Regions from separate parts of the Mus musculus genome. Here regions 2 and 3 are each linked to region 1. A link is a contact called in public promoter capture Hi-C data. All regions are on one chromosome and are shown on one strand. The core of a region is the stretch at or near the end of the contact, and the rest is flanking DNA. Distances in the headings are between cores, read along the strand shown. Region 1 holds the start of Dusp23 (dual specificity phosphatase 23). Region 2 has its middle 41 kb from the start of Slamf9. Region 3 holds the start of Slamf9 (SLAM family member 9).

The links. Promoter capture Hi-C pulls out the DNA fragments that hold promoters and counts their contacts.
Region 2: a promoter capture Hi-C map of pre-B cells shows a contact between it and region 1. The contact joins the enhancer-like site here to the promoter of Dusp23 in region 1. A contact is called at or near these places in 10 of 39 promoter capture datasets (the C10 cell line, the HPC-7 cell line, HPC-7-derived erythroid cells and 8 more), 1 of 484 Hi-C or Micro-C datasets (myocytes), 3 of 115 datasets of contacts at active chromatin or transcription factors (embryonic basal ganglia, embryonic forebrain and large pre-B cells) and 3 of 9 other capture datasets (adipose tissue, liver and macrophages).
Region 3: a contact with region 1 is called in a promoter capture Hi-C map of macrophages, with 6 read pairs. The contact joins the promoter of Slamf9 here to the promoter of Dusp23 in region 1. A contact is called at or near these places in 7 of 39 promoter capture datasets (the HPC-7 cell line, hematopoietic stem and progenitor cells, hippocampal neurons and 4 more), 1 of 15 datasets of contacts at CTCF or cohesin (embryonic stem cells), 43 of 484 Hi-C or Micro-C datasets (the AML12 cell line, B cells, CD4 T cells and 31 more), 13 of 115 datasets of contacts at active chromatin or transcription factors (embryonic forebrain, embryonic hindbrain, embryonic midbrain and 10 more) and 5 of 9 other capture datasets (adipose tissue, embryonic stem cells, liver and 2 more).

The regions. Positions count from the first base shown.
Region 1 is chr1:172,630,962-172,635,008 of GRCm38.p6, reverse strand. It overlaps Dusp23 (dual specificity phosphatase 23), which reads left to right and starts at 2,035. Exons shown (of 2, transcript NM_026725.2): 1 at 2,035-2,393; 2 at 3,183-4,047. The coding sequence starts at 2,127. The coding sequence ends at 3,368. It overlaps Gm35601 (a long non-coding RNA gene), which reads right to left and starts at 2,029. Exons shown (of 5, transcript XR_001779542.2): 1 at 1,868-2,029.
Region 2 is chr1:172,431,961-172,436,007 of GRCm38.p6, reverse strand. No RefSeq gene overlaps it. Among named protein-coding and RNA genes, the nearest start is that of Slamf9, 41 kb to the left of the region's middle. Within about 2 kb of position 2,042, at least 55 of the 459 cell types and tissues checked have an H3K27ac peak or open chromatin away from gene starts, as enhancers often do. A contact at or near this core is called in adipose tissue, liver and pre-B cells, where this site is marked.
Region 3 is chr1:172,473,039-172,477,085 of GRCm38.p6, reverse strand. Slamf9 (SLAM family member 9) reads right to left here and starts at 1,726. Exons shown (of 4, transcript NM_029612.4): 1 at 1,547-1,726; 2 at 612-953. The coding sequence starts at 1,589. It also overlaps the pseudogene Gm7804.

The DNA of each region.
Region 1 (4,047 bases), core at 786-3,285:
AGGCTTGGAGCTGGATAGGAAGGAGATAAGAGACGTGCACGGAAGGGCGAGGAGAGACGTGGAAAGTTCTTCCCTGACACGTGGAAGGTAGACAGAGAAAGCAGAGAACCCAAGAAGTGATCTGCCCACACGGACAGTTCCTGGAAATGTTACTTCCAGACACAGCTGTCTGCCGTCAAGGTTCGTTCCCACTGAGCCAGAGCAGGCAATCCACCTCGGAAAGGAGAAATCCTTCCATTTTGCTGATGCCGTGGACAGCCCTCCCGCTGCCCGGTTGCTGAAACAATGGACTCCACGATCCTGGAATTTCCCCCGAGAGCCTCACGCAGGAGAAGGGAAAGACTGGGAGCCTGGTGTTTGAGAGATGGGGAACTTGTCTCCTTGTATGAGAGACGAAAGCAGAGGCTAGGGTGAAGGGGGGCATGGAGAACCACACCTTGACCAGGAACACTCAGTTATACATAACTCTTACCTTCTACCTAAGCCTAATCCTCATACCAGGACCCTAAAGATAGACTTGGGTGGTAGGGACTGGACCTCCTTGTTTCTCTCACTAATGTAGCACACTGAATAAACCACCTCCCGCTTTCACTAGCAGGTTTATTTAATTGGCCCATTGAAGAGACAAGTAGCCCATCTTGGCTTGTTATGGCTCCCAAGGCCCAGATTTTCACCCTAATGACCAGCAACCAAGGGAGGGTAGGATGTCTTCATACCCAGGTCTTGTGGGCTTAGGTCAGTATGTCCCTAGGCCCCCGGTTAAGAAAATACCCAGGGTTTTAAACACAAAATGTTTGGAAGAATGTGAAGATGGCTGTGTAACACTGTCATTTCCTGGATGACTGTAGGAAAGTGTGCCATTAAAAGATTCTGGAGAGGGGGACAGAACAATGGCTCAGCAGTTAAGAGCACTGGCTGCTCTTCCAGAGGTTCCATCCCCAGCACCTACACGGCAGCTCACAGCTGTCTGTAACTCCAGCTCCGGGAGTCCTGACACCTTCACACAGATACACATGCAAGCAAAACACCAATGTACATAAAATAAAAATAATAATAATTTTTAAAACAAGATTTCGGAGCTGGAGAGATGGCTCAGCAGTTAAGAGTACTGACTGCTCTTCCGGAGGTCCTGAGTTCAAATTTGAGCAACTACAAGTTGGCTCACAACCAGCTGTAATGGGATCCGATGCCCTCTTCTGGTGTGTCTAAAGACAGCTACAGGGCACTCATATACATAAGATAAACATTTTTTTAAAAGAGAGAGAGATTCTGGAGAATGGTATCTTCCTTAGCTTCCTCGGTGCCTCAGTTTTCTCATCTCTAAAATGGGGTTACTGTGATCACCTACCTTATGGCGATTAATTAACATATATAAAAAGTATTTGCACAAGTACCTAACACAAAGCAAAAGCTTAAATGTTGTTAACCCTTATGTTGTTGATAGTGGTTACTATATTACCCTGAGTACCATTTCCAGTGCCACATATTTCCCCACCCCCCATCCTTTAACTACTGTCGGCAGTAGAAAAATAAAACTTTCTATTGTCTGGGACATAGTAGTTCCCTCTTACTTCAAGAACTCAAGAAGACAGCAACCATGACTGCTTGGTCATTGAAGAGATTACCTACTCACACCCGCGCCCAGGCAGAAGTAGATTTTTCTATCACTATTTAAACCCCTTGTATAAAAACTATGAAGAGACCAGGCCGTTAGGCGGCTGGCCCACGATGCAGTAGCTCCAACGCACCACCAGGGAGCAGCAGAGCCCAGCCCTGGGCTGTTTTCTCTACAGGAGCAATTAATTGGTTCCAGGCTTCCTTAGTGCCTTCACTCCCCGCTGCAATAATCACGCTTGTTGTTGATTACCCAGCCTATCAACGAGTGCCCTGCTCGCGTCCGTTGGGCTGTAGGGTTTCTCTGCCTGCCTTGGAGCCGTCTTAGCCCCGCCCCCGCTGTTCAGCCAACCCTGGGTGGGGAGGAGCGTCACGGGGGAGGGTCCAAGAGACTACGTGGCCCGCTAGGGCAAGTGCTGAGCGGGGACGGAATCCAGCCCCAGAGGGGGGGTGACCCAATCTCCCGGCAGAGTAGGAAAGGCCAGCCTCGCCCTGAGTAAACTCCCCCCACGATGGGCGTGCAACCCCCCAACTTCTCCTGGGTGCTTCCGGGACGGCTGGCCGGACTGGCGTTGCCCCGGCTGCCCGCGCACTACCAGTTCCTGCTGGACCAGGGTGTGCGGCACCTGGTGTCCCTGACGGAGCGCGGACCCCCTCACAGTGACAGCTGTCCCGGCCTCACGCTGCACCGAATGCGCATCCCTGACTTTTGCCCGCCGTCCCCGGAACAGATCGACCAATTTGTGAAGATCGTGGACGAGGCCAATGCCCGGGGAGAGGTCAGCACGCTCGTGAGCCAGAGCGAGAGGGCGGGGCCTGGAAGGAAATGAGTGGGCGGGGCCGGAGCTGGAGTCCGAAAAGAGTGGGAGAGCCTGGGGTTGGGGGCGGGGGTGACAGGGCTAAGTGGGGTGGGAGCTAGATGGACCCACTCCCTGACTAAAGTCAACTATGCTGCTAGGAGAGGTGGTGCCAAGTAGGCTGGAGAGAGAGTACTGTCAAGTGAAATCCTTCCAGGAGTCCAGGGAGCGCCTATGTCAGACGGAATCAGTTCAAAGCCCTTTTACTAGAGGTCCAAATGTCATAGAGACACACTTGTAATTTTAAATTTTACTAGCAGCTACGTTTTAAAAAAAAAACAAAAACAAAAAACGAAAAAGATGAAAAAGAAGCAGGTGAAGTTAATTTTGTACTAATCCAATAAGTCAAAAATATTATTTCAACATAGAATCAATATGAAACAAATTATTAATGAGGCATGTCCAGTCTTTTTCATGCCGCATCTTCAGGGCCTGGTAAGTATTTTGCACCTCAGCTCAGTTTGGACTGACACATTTCAGGAAAAATAGCACCACAAGTGGCTGGATGTACTATACAAGACAGCACAGGATAGAGGCCAGGCGATGTAGGCTGAGAGCCCAAGTTGGAACCAGCCATTCCAGAGGCCTCCTAGTCACCTGTCCTCCCACAGCTTTGATGTCACTTCTTGGAGAGCCTGTGATGTGTGGGGTGAGGACAGGGGAGTATTGGGGAGGGCATTGGACTCTACTCCATCAGTCTCCACTTCACAGGCTGTTGGAGTGCACTGTGCCCTAGGCTTTGGCCGCACTGGCACCATGCTAGCCTGCTACTTGGTGAAGGAGCGGGCTTTGGCCGCAGGAGATGCCATTGCTGAGATCCGGCGCCTGCGACCAGGATCCATTGAGACGTATGAACAGGAGAAGGCCGTCTTCCAGTTCTACCAGCGAACAAAATGAGGACTTCAACAGCCCGCCTTTCCCCCTCCCCAACTCCTGCGGCCAGGGAGGAAGGGGAGTGAACTAAAGTACTGCATCCTTCAGGTCCCTCTGACTCCTATTGGACAAAAGTAGTCCTTCCCCAAAGCCATAACGTGGCCGGCAGGATGGCCGAGACCCCACAAAAATGAGGTAATAACTGATAAGAACTCATCACCGCTGCATAGCATGTACACAGCACTCCCAATACATCTGGGTGGTTGAAAAGACAAAAAAAAAAAAAACAAAAAAAAAAAAAAAAAAACCACTTCTGTTCTTTGGATGAGGTGTCTAGAGTTCAGAAAGGCCTCCGGTCACAGTTCTGGGAAACAGAAGGATAGGCCAGGACTCCAGCACACACCTTTGTCATCCTGAGGATGATGGGATTCTAAGTGCTGTTCCCTGACATGTGATAGAGGAGAACTGGTCAGTGAAGGAGACCCATGTCCCTGGCCACATGGCCTCCAAGCAGCCTCAGGCCGCTGCACTCCTACACCAGCAGTGCCCCCTTGACATCACCCCTTATGTAGGGTCATCCGTCCTACCTGAGCCACCTTTGTTCTCTCAGGGTACAGAAGACCTGCATATCGTGCTACAGATGAGGTCTCTCTCTGTCTTATCTGTTTCTCTCTTGGTCTCCCCCTCCCACTCTCCCTCTTAA
Region 2 (4,047 bases), core at 793-3,292, 200 kb after region 1:
TTAGCCAATTAAATGCAGCAGTGTGATAAAAAGAATAATGTACCATGATCAAGGAGGTTTATTTTTATAAGAATACAAGTAAGGACCCAAATTAGAATTTCTATTAATATGATATTACCCATACGAATAAAAAGATTAACTCAATAGACACTTAAAACTTATTTTTTTGCAAATAAAAAAGGAAAAAAAATAATCTGGAGATGAAAATACACTTATTTAATAGGAGAGGAATATCTACTTCAAACCAATAGGTGACATTGCATTTCAAGGGAGGTAGTTTTAGAGAATTTCCCAGTAAAGTTACTAGTAAGATCAAAATGGTTGCTATTGCCATCGGCATATCGTATGGTTGTGGTCATTTGATATGTGCTGCTACCAAAAATATAGATGTACAGTCATCATGTCAGAAACACAATAAATGCACAGCTTTCTGAAAGAATGCCTTAACTATAGTTAACATACCTGTCTGCCTTAAAAGCCAAAGATACTGTAAAAATAAACAAAGATTACCCAGATAACCAGAAACCATCTGTCTTAGGGTTTCTATTGCTGTGATGAGACACCATGACCAAGCCAACTCTTATAAAGGAAAAGATTTAATTGGGGCTGGCTTACAGTTTCAAAAGTTCGGTCCTTATCATCGTGGTGCAAGCAAAGTGACCCGCAGGCAGATATGGTGCTGGAGCAGCCTAGAGTTCTTGATCTGCAGCCAGCAGCAGGAGGATATATGAGACCTCAAGCCTCCCCCCGCCCCCCATGGTGACACATTTTCTCCAGCAAAGCCACACCCACCCCTACAAGGCCACACCTCCTAATACTGCCCCTCTCTATGGATCACACATTCATACCCAGGAATCTATGAGGGCCATTCCTATTCAAACCACATGACCATCTACTCTGGGCTTGCTACTAGCAGGGAGAGGAGTCATCAATTGCATTTGGAAGATTCTGCGGCAGGAAGAGACTAGGAAAGAGACTAGGGAAGCTTCATAGTTTGTGGGAGTGTTTCTGCGCTCTCTGTCAGGGACTAAATGTTTGTCCATCTCCCCCAACCCAGCTGTCCTCAACTTTGTATGTTAAAACCTTAATCTTACAGTGTTTGAAAGTTGAGCCTATAGGAAGCAATCAGACCCTGGTGATAGAGCCATCATAAATGGAGCTAGTACCTTTCTTAGAAGCTGGGGGGTTGCAGGGGAGAGGGCCGTTGGGGGTGGGGGACTCTTCCACTGTCCTCATTGGAACACAGCGGTGCCACACTCGGCCCCCAGGCTTCCCCTCTATGGAACGTTGAGAAATAAATGGATATCACGTATAAATCACATAGAGCAGCCCTTGGTCAGAGCAACAAGAACTAAGACTGATAAAATTGCTGGTCTGGGAAGCTGGAGGCAGGCTAACCGGAAGTACCTAGGGGACTGTCTCCAGGAACATATTTCACTTTCCCTGGTCGGTCCTGTCTTAGAAACCGAGGCCAAACCTTGGAGAAATGCTATTTTTAGCTGAGTCCTGGCTTTCTTGTGCCCATTAATGCAGCAAAGCTGGTTTGACTCTTCCGTTGCTTGCTGCAAAGGCTGTAGGTCGACTATCTGTGGCCATATATGAACCAGCCACGGCCTGTTTTATACCCTGTTCCTTAACAACAACCAGAAAATAAAGCATACAGTTACAACCTAGAATTTCGCCTTTGAGCTACTCAGCCTTCTGGTTTGTTTTCTTGGTTGTTTTTATTATTTTTTGTTGTTGTTTTTAGGTTGGGGAGGGGTTGTTTGTTTTCTTAGCTTTTTTGCGACAGGATGTCACTATATAGCTCAGGCTAGCTTTGAACTCCCAACTATCCTGCCTCAGCCTCCTGACTGCGAGGGTATAGCACCCCCACACACACACACCCCCAAGCTCCACTCCCACCCCCCACTATCTTCAATGCCTAGCTCTGTCAGTCATCCTTCTTTGATTATTGTTCTCTATAACTCAGAACGCCTACCCAATCCCCACCCCAACCGGAGTAGCACACTCAGGGTCCTCCTCACTGAGTCTTTTTCTCTGGGGACTTTTATATTTCCTCTGCTTATTTTTAGCTATGACTTCTGTCGCTGAATTCTCAGTCTTTATGCTTCAATGGCTTCTCATAACAATTTTATTCTTTCTCTGAGGTGAGGGGATGCTGGACCTGTAACTTCACTCACCAAAGCAGCAATTTCCCAGAGGGCTTTGCTCTTCTACCCATGGGCTGTGTTCTAAAACTGCCCCCGCCCCCAGGAGATAGAAGTCCGAGGCCAGAGATCATACTGTACATACCTGTGATTACATTTAATTTCTAAATTAGGCCCAGTAAGAGGTTAGCAGTTAATAATGAAATATAACGATTAATATATTATCACATAGATTCTGTGAATGTGGCCCCTCGAAAATACCTCGTTGTATCCTCACCCTCTCTCATAAAGGATGCCCTGTGATGCTGCACTTTGTGGTGTCCGAATTGCCAGCATCACTGCTCATGTGCTTCAGGACCACTGCTCAGTAAGACGAAGTTAAACACAAGCACTGTGAGACCTTCAGTTGACCTTATAAACAAGATGGCTAAGTGGCCAATGGGAAGGTAGTGCATACTGCATGGATACCCCGGACAACGAGGGAAGTCTACCTGGGAAGGATGAAGCAAGGCGGCATGAGATTTCATCACGATTCCCAAAGCAGCATGCAATTCAAAGCCTGAGAGCTATTTATTTCAACGGAATTTTCCATTGGACATTTGACCTTAGATAACTTAAATCATCACGGGGGTGGGGGTGGCGAGAGGGGGAACCACTGATAAGGGAGGCCTGCTGTACAGAGCAGACTAGACTAGTCCCCAGAACGACTGGGAAAATAAAGAAATACACTTATCTCAGACGTAGGCAGCAATACCCAGTCGGAAGCCCCCGGTCATAAATGTAGCTTCCATTTCTCAGCACAGGGACTTTCTCGCTCCCCACAGCTCTTCTTAAATGTCAGCGCACCATGCATGGCAGCCTCTCCCTTTGTCCTTCTATACCTACGCTTGACACTCCTCTCTTTAAACAAAGTTGCACTGCATTTATTTATTTATCTGTTTATTTGGATGCACACACCACAGCACACATGTGGAAGCTAGAAGACAATTCATAGGGTTCTCTCCTCCTACCATGTAGGTCCTGAAAATCAAGTTCGGCTCCTCAGGCTTGGCCGCAAATGTGCTTACCCCCTGATCCCTCTCACTGGCCTCTTCCCATTCCTCCCACATGCCCGTTCTCTATCCCTCACTCCACTTGCAAACACTTAAAATACAACAGTCATCCAGCCCTCATCAGGTCCTGTCAGACCATACAAGGCTACACCATTCTTGAACAAAAAGCTCCATCCATACATTTGATTAATGAATTGGAATAGAAAGAGAGAAAGGAAGGAAGGAAGGAAGGACAGAAGGAAGGACATGACTGCTCCTAGGTACGATGAAGTAGGAGAAAGTTTATTGTGCATAAGAGTGAGAGAATAGGCAGAGTCAGAAACATCTGGGAGAGTCCAGAATAAACATGACTCTGGCTGGGCTATGTGAGGATAAGGGGGTGGAGCTAGGAGACTAGGAGACCAAAAGGCCAGGAGGGCACACAAAGAACCCGCAAAGCCAAAGTGGTTGGATTACATAGGGAATGGCAGCCCAGCCCCTAGGCTGGAGAAGTTTAGGGTAGGGTGGGTTACACCAGCCATAACCTATAATAGGTAGGGACTGAGGGATTCTGGGAGAACCTGGCAGCTAGAGACACTTTGATATATTAAATAGACATATCAGCTGGCAGTTTGTCCCAGGTTTGAGACCTAACATTCCAGTCTTTTTGTTGATAAGAAATGACAAAGGGTAACAATCTTTTCTCCGACAACTTCCTGCTGTCTGCTGGGGCCTGCTGGCTGTTGTTGAGGAGCCAAGAAGGCTGGACTTCTAGCCAAGGTGCAGGGAGGGGGTGGGGATGTCTGGGGGTTGGAGAATGCAAGCTGTTTGGCCTGCTGACCAGGCTGTGTGGGATCATTGGAAGC
Region 3 (4,047 bases), core at 477-2,976, 160 kb after region 1:
ATTTACTCAAACAATAAATAAGCAAAATCAAATAAAACAACCACATAAATTGTGGTTGCAGGGTCCTGAGGATCTGCTGAGACAGATACCCAGCCCTAGAACCTTCTGACATCACTCTCTTAGCTTTACACCCTCTTACCTTCAAATCCTCTTCTATCTCACTGATTACACAGTATAGTATCACCCCTCCCCCTCCCAAAGACCTTTACATGGTAACCATCTCTCCAAGACCCAAAGTAGATTCAATGTGGCAGGTGAAGAAATTTTGTTTCAAGTAGGGAAAAATGTTTATTAATCCTCGAACCACTCAGGGGAATAAAGGCTTCGAGAGCTGTTTATCTAGAGCAATCTCCTTGGTGAAAAAGAGCCCTTTGATGCTCTATACACCATCTTTATCTTTCTTACTGCTTTGGGCACCTCCATGGAAACAGCCTCAGTGTCCATTGCCTCCTTGTTCCTGTTCATTTTCCCTGTGGCTGAAGCTCAGGCACTGGAACAGACCACACTACAAGCAGTCTGCCTTCCAGTTTCAGCCTCTTAAGGCTTACCTCAGCTCCCGAGCTTCCATGCCAAGCTCAGGAAAGCCAGAATAAGGGGAGTCTTAAACTCACGGTAGACACGGAGATGGTAAGACTTCGTGATGTGGGACTCAGATGTCTTCAAGTTGACTTGGGCGTTGTAAAGCCCTGAGTCTTCCCAGGTCAGATTGCTAATATGCAGGGAGTAGCTGGACTCAGAGATGCTCACTCTGCCCCGGTATCGAGGATCCACTGCCATGATAACGGCTGGCTGTCCCTTTTTGCCTGGCTTCACGATGGCAATGTTGTTTTGAAAGAGCCAGTCTATGTGCTTAATTTCTTCATTGGATGGTATTTCCAGAGAGAGGTTGATAGACTCTTGCAGGACACCAACCACTTCCTCAGGATCCTCATCATCTCCAGAAAACCCTTTGGCTGAAAAAGAGATGCATACAGCCTGGCTGATATCTCTTGGTGGCTGCAGTTAGGTAACAGAGTAGCTATGACTCATCTGCCTCTGAGCACCTTCTCTAGCTCTATGCACCATCGTAGGACTCTCTAGCTACCTCTTGTAGTTCTAGATTTCCACTGCACCTGAGTTGATCAAGGATCTGGGAGGGGGTGGGGTCAGGGAGGGGGAAGAGATGGTCCCCATTGATCTCTTCACCATTTCCCTTCTTTTTTGTCCTTCTGGAACTGCAACCCCATGCATGTCACCCAGATATACCCTCTCATCCTGCTCAGAGGCCATAACCCACTCCTTGGAGTTCAGAGTAGAAATTCCCCCAACCTAGCCTGAGATTCAGCTACATCACATGTAGGCATGCATTCAGCACAATCCACATCAATGTACAACAGTGATACATGCACACCCATGTTTATTGCAGAGCGAGTCACAATCATCCTTTGGTGCCCCATCAACAGAAGGGCTGACACACTCATCCCCAAAGGAAGGGTCTTGCCAGCCTAAGGCCAAGTGGAACAGAGGGTATAAAGACAGTCTTATACAGGAGCAGGGAGCCACTCACCTTCCTGAAGCAGCAGCAGGAGTGACCACAGAAGGGCCCCCATATTGGCAGCTCTTGCCTGGGAAGAGTGACTTGGTCAGCTGGCTAGGCTGTGGAAACACAAGCTGGTAAGGGGTCCATAGAGGCAGAATGACTGGTTGATACTGGCAGGAAGCAGAGAGGGAAATAATTCTCCCTCCAACTTCCTCTGTACACATTAAACTCCTCCCTGGCCCTCATGGAAATGTGCCTCTCCTCCGTCTAACAGTCAGATGATGTAAGCCACTGTCTCAGATTGCCCATCCCCCAAACCAAACCCAAATCTCACTTCCTAATACAGACTTTGACTTTTCTATCTCCAGCCAGCTGCATGCCCAGATCCCGTAGAAATCACATATGCACGTGCTTCGAACTACCCAGCTGTCGGCCCTCTGAACACTCTCGCCCACCCCCTCAGTATTTTCTATGCTGCTGTGATCTTTATCTCCCCTGAGAGAGTCTATCTTTTATTTCCACTGTTATGTTTCACTGTTCCTAGCCCCTGCTAAACGCATCTTCATGGCATTAGAAAAGATGAGCGTGGGAAGTCTTCTATTTAAAGCTATTTGTATTCCCATTTGTGATGCTGTCTTCCATCCACCTTTCTGCTTTGCCTGGTGTCTGCAAACAGTTTTGACCACTCAGTGCTACTGCCATCTGATTCAGTGGCATGAGCGGTGCAGACTAGTCCCTGGAGTGTCTGAACATCAAGTCTTCACTGGGAACTTCTGGTTGGGCACAGAAGACACCTGCAAACCTCCAGTCTGCCACCTTGGCCAAGGAGCAGTGAACTCAGGAGCAGGTATAGTCCTTCCACACTGACAGATTTTTGTAGTCACAGCCTTTTCGGCTACACTTGTTTTTCCTTCTCCATCTCTTCAGGCTCCCTATAGGAGTAGAGATTAGACATGACCTGATGAGAACTATGGGTGCTCCCCAGAGATGGTGTCACATGTGTGCAGAACTTCCCAAGCCAACATCCACCAAGTAGGATTCACTGGGTGAGTACCCTTGTTGCATGCAATGTCAATGTCAATAGTACTGAGGAGAATGTGCGTTACACAGAGCAACGGCAGACAGGTTGACATAAGACACCTTTGTGATGGGCTGGGGATCAGCTCTGGGATTGGTGACTAGCAAAAGCCATCGCTTCCTGAAGTCCTCTTAGTTTGAGTAATGAAAGTCTTTTGCAGGAGCAAAAGTCAGGACAGCTAGCTGGCCCCAGGGGTTCCTGGAGGCAATGAAGTTGACATCAGCAGGATTCCCAATGCCAGTAATGGCTGGAGCTGAAAGCAGCAGCATCTCCCAGCTCCTCCTAGGGTTTTTGTTTGTTTGTTTTGTTTTAACGTAAATCCTCTCACTTTGTCTTTTGAAGATTTACTGTTCCATAAGGAAGACAAGATTGGTGCCACCTAAGAGGGTTCTTACTGCAAAGAATTTGAGGACATCCTCCTTCTCCACTGGCAGGATATCAAGTGTTCCAGAAACTATGTGAATTTGGTTTTTGTTTTTGTTGTGACATGAATTGAGAGGGACATCACATAGGCCCTCTGCCTGGACAGCAAGATAAGGCTAATTCTCTCTTAAAATACTGTTTCAGGTCAAGAATAGTGGCACATACATTTTAATATCAACACTCAGAAGGCAGAAGCAGGTGGATTGCTCTGAGTTTCAAGCCAACCAGGGCTACATAGTGAGACACTATCTCAAAAAGAAAACAACAATAATAATGACAGTAATTTAAAGAAGGGTGTAAATTAGAGTTGTTAATGTCATGGAAAGATTTTAAACCATTCAGATTATCAATGTTGATCAATGATATAGAGAAAATCAGATTTGAGAAGGATTATATAGAATTAAGGTAAGAAAAACTTTCCTCAGAAGAGGAGCCTTTATCCTATGTACACTCTTGGTGTAGAGTGATGGATAGTTCGCTTTATGTTACATGTTTACTTGGTACAATGTAGAATCACTTGGAAAAGGGTCTCAATGAGGGATGGTCTACACTGAGTTAGCTTGTAGGTATGTCTCTGGAGTTGACTGACATATGAGAATCCAGCCCACTGTAGGCAGCACCATTCCCTAGGCTGAGGTCCTGAACTGTATAAGAAATAAGCATAGGCAAAGAAGCAAGCATTCATGTATTCGGTTCCCTCTGCTCTTGACTGCATGTGTGATTGACTAGCCATGTATGTATTCGTTTCTTGTTAGTCTGATGTGACCTTCTCAGGCTCCTGATACTGTTTTCCTTGCTTTGATAGACTAGACTATATCCTGGAATCATGAGCTACCAAAAAAAAAAAAAACAAAAAAACAAAAAACAAAAAACAAAAAACAAAACAAAACAAAAAAACCCTGTTTTTTCTCCAAGTTTCTTTCTGTTAAGATATTTTATCACAATAACAGAAATGAAACTAGAAGTAGAACTGAAACTAGTGGGAATGTAAATTAATTTGAGTCACTATGGAAATCAGTATGGTGGT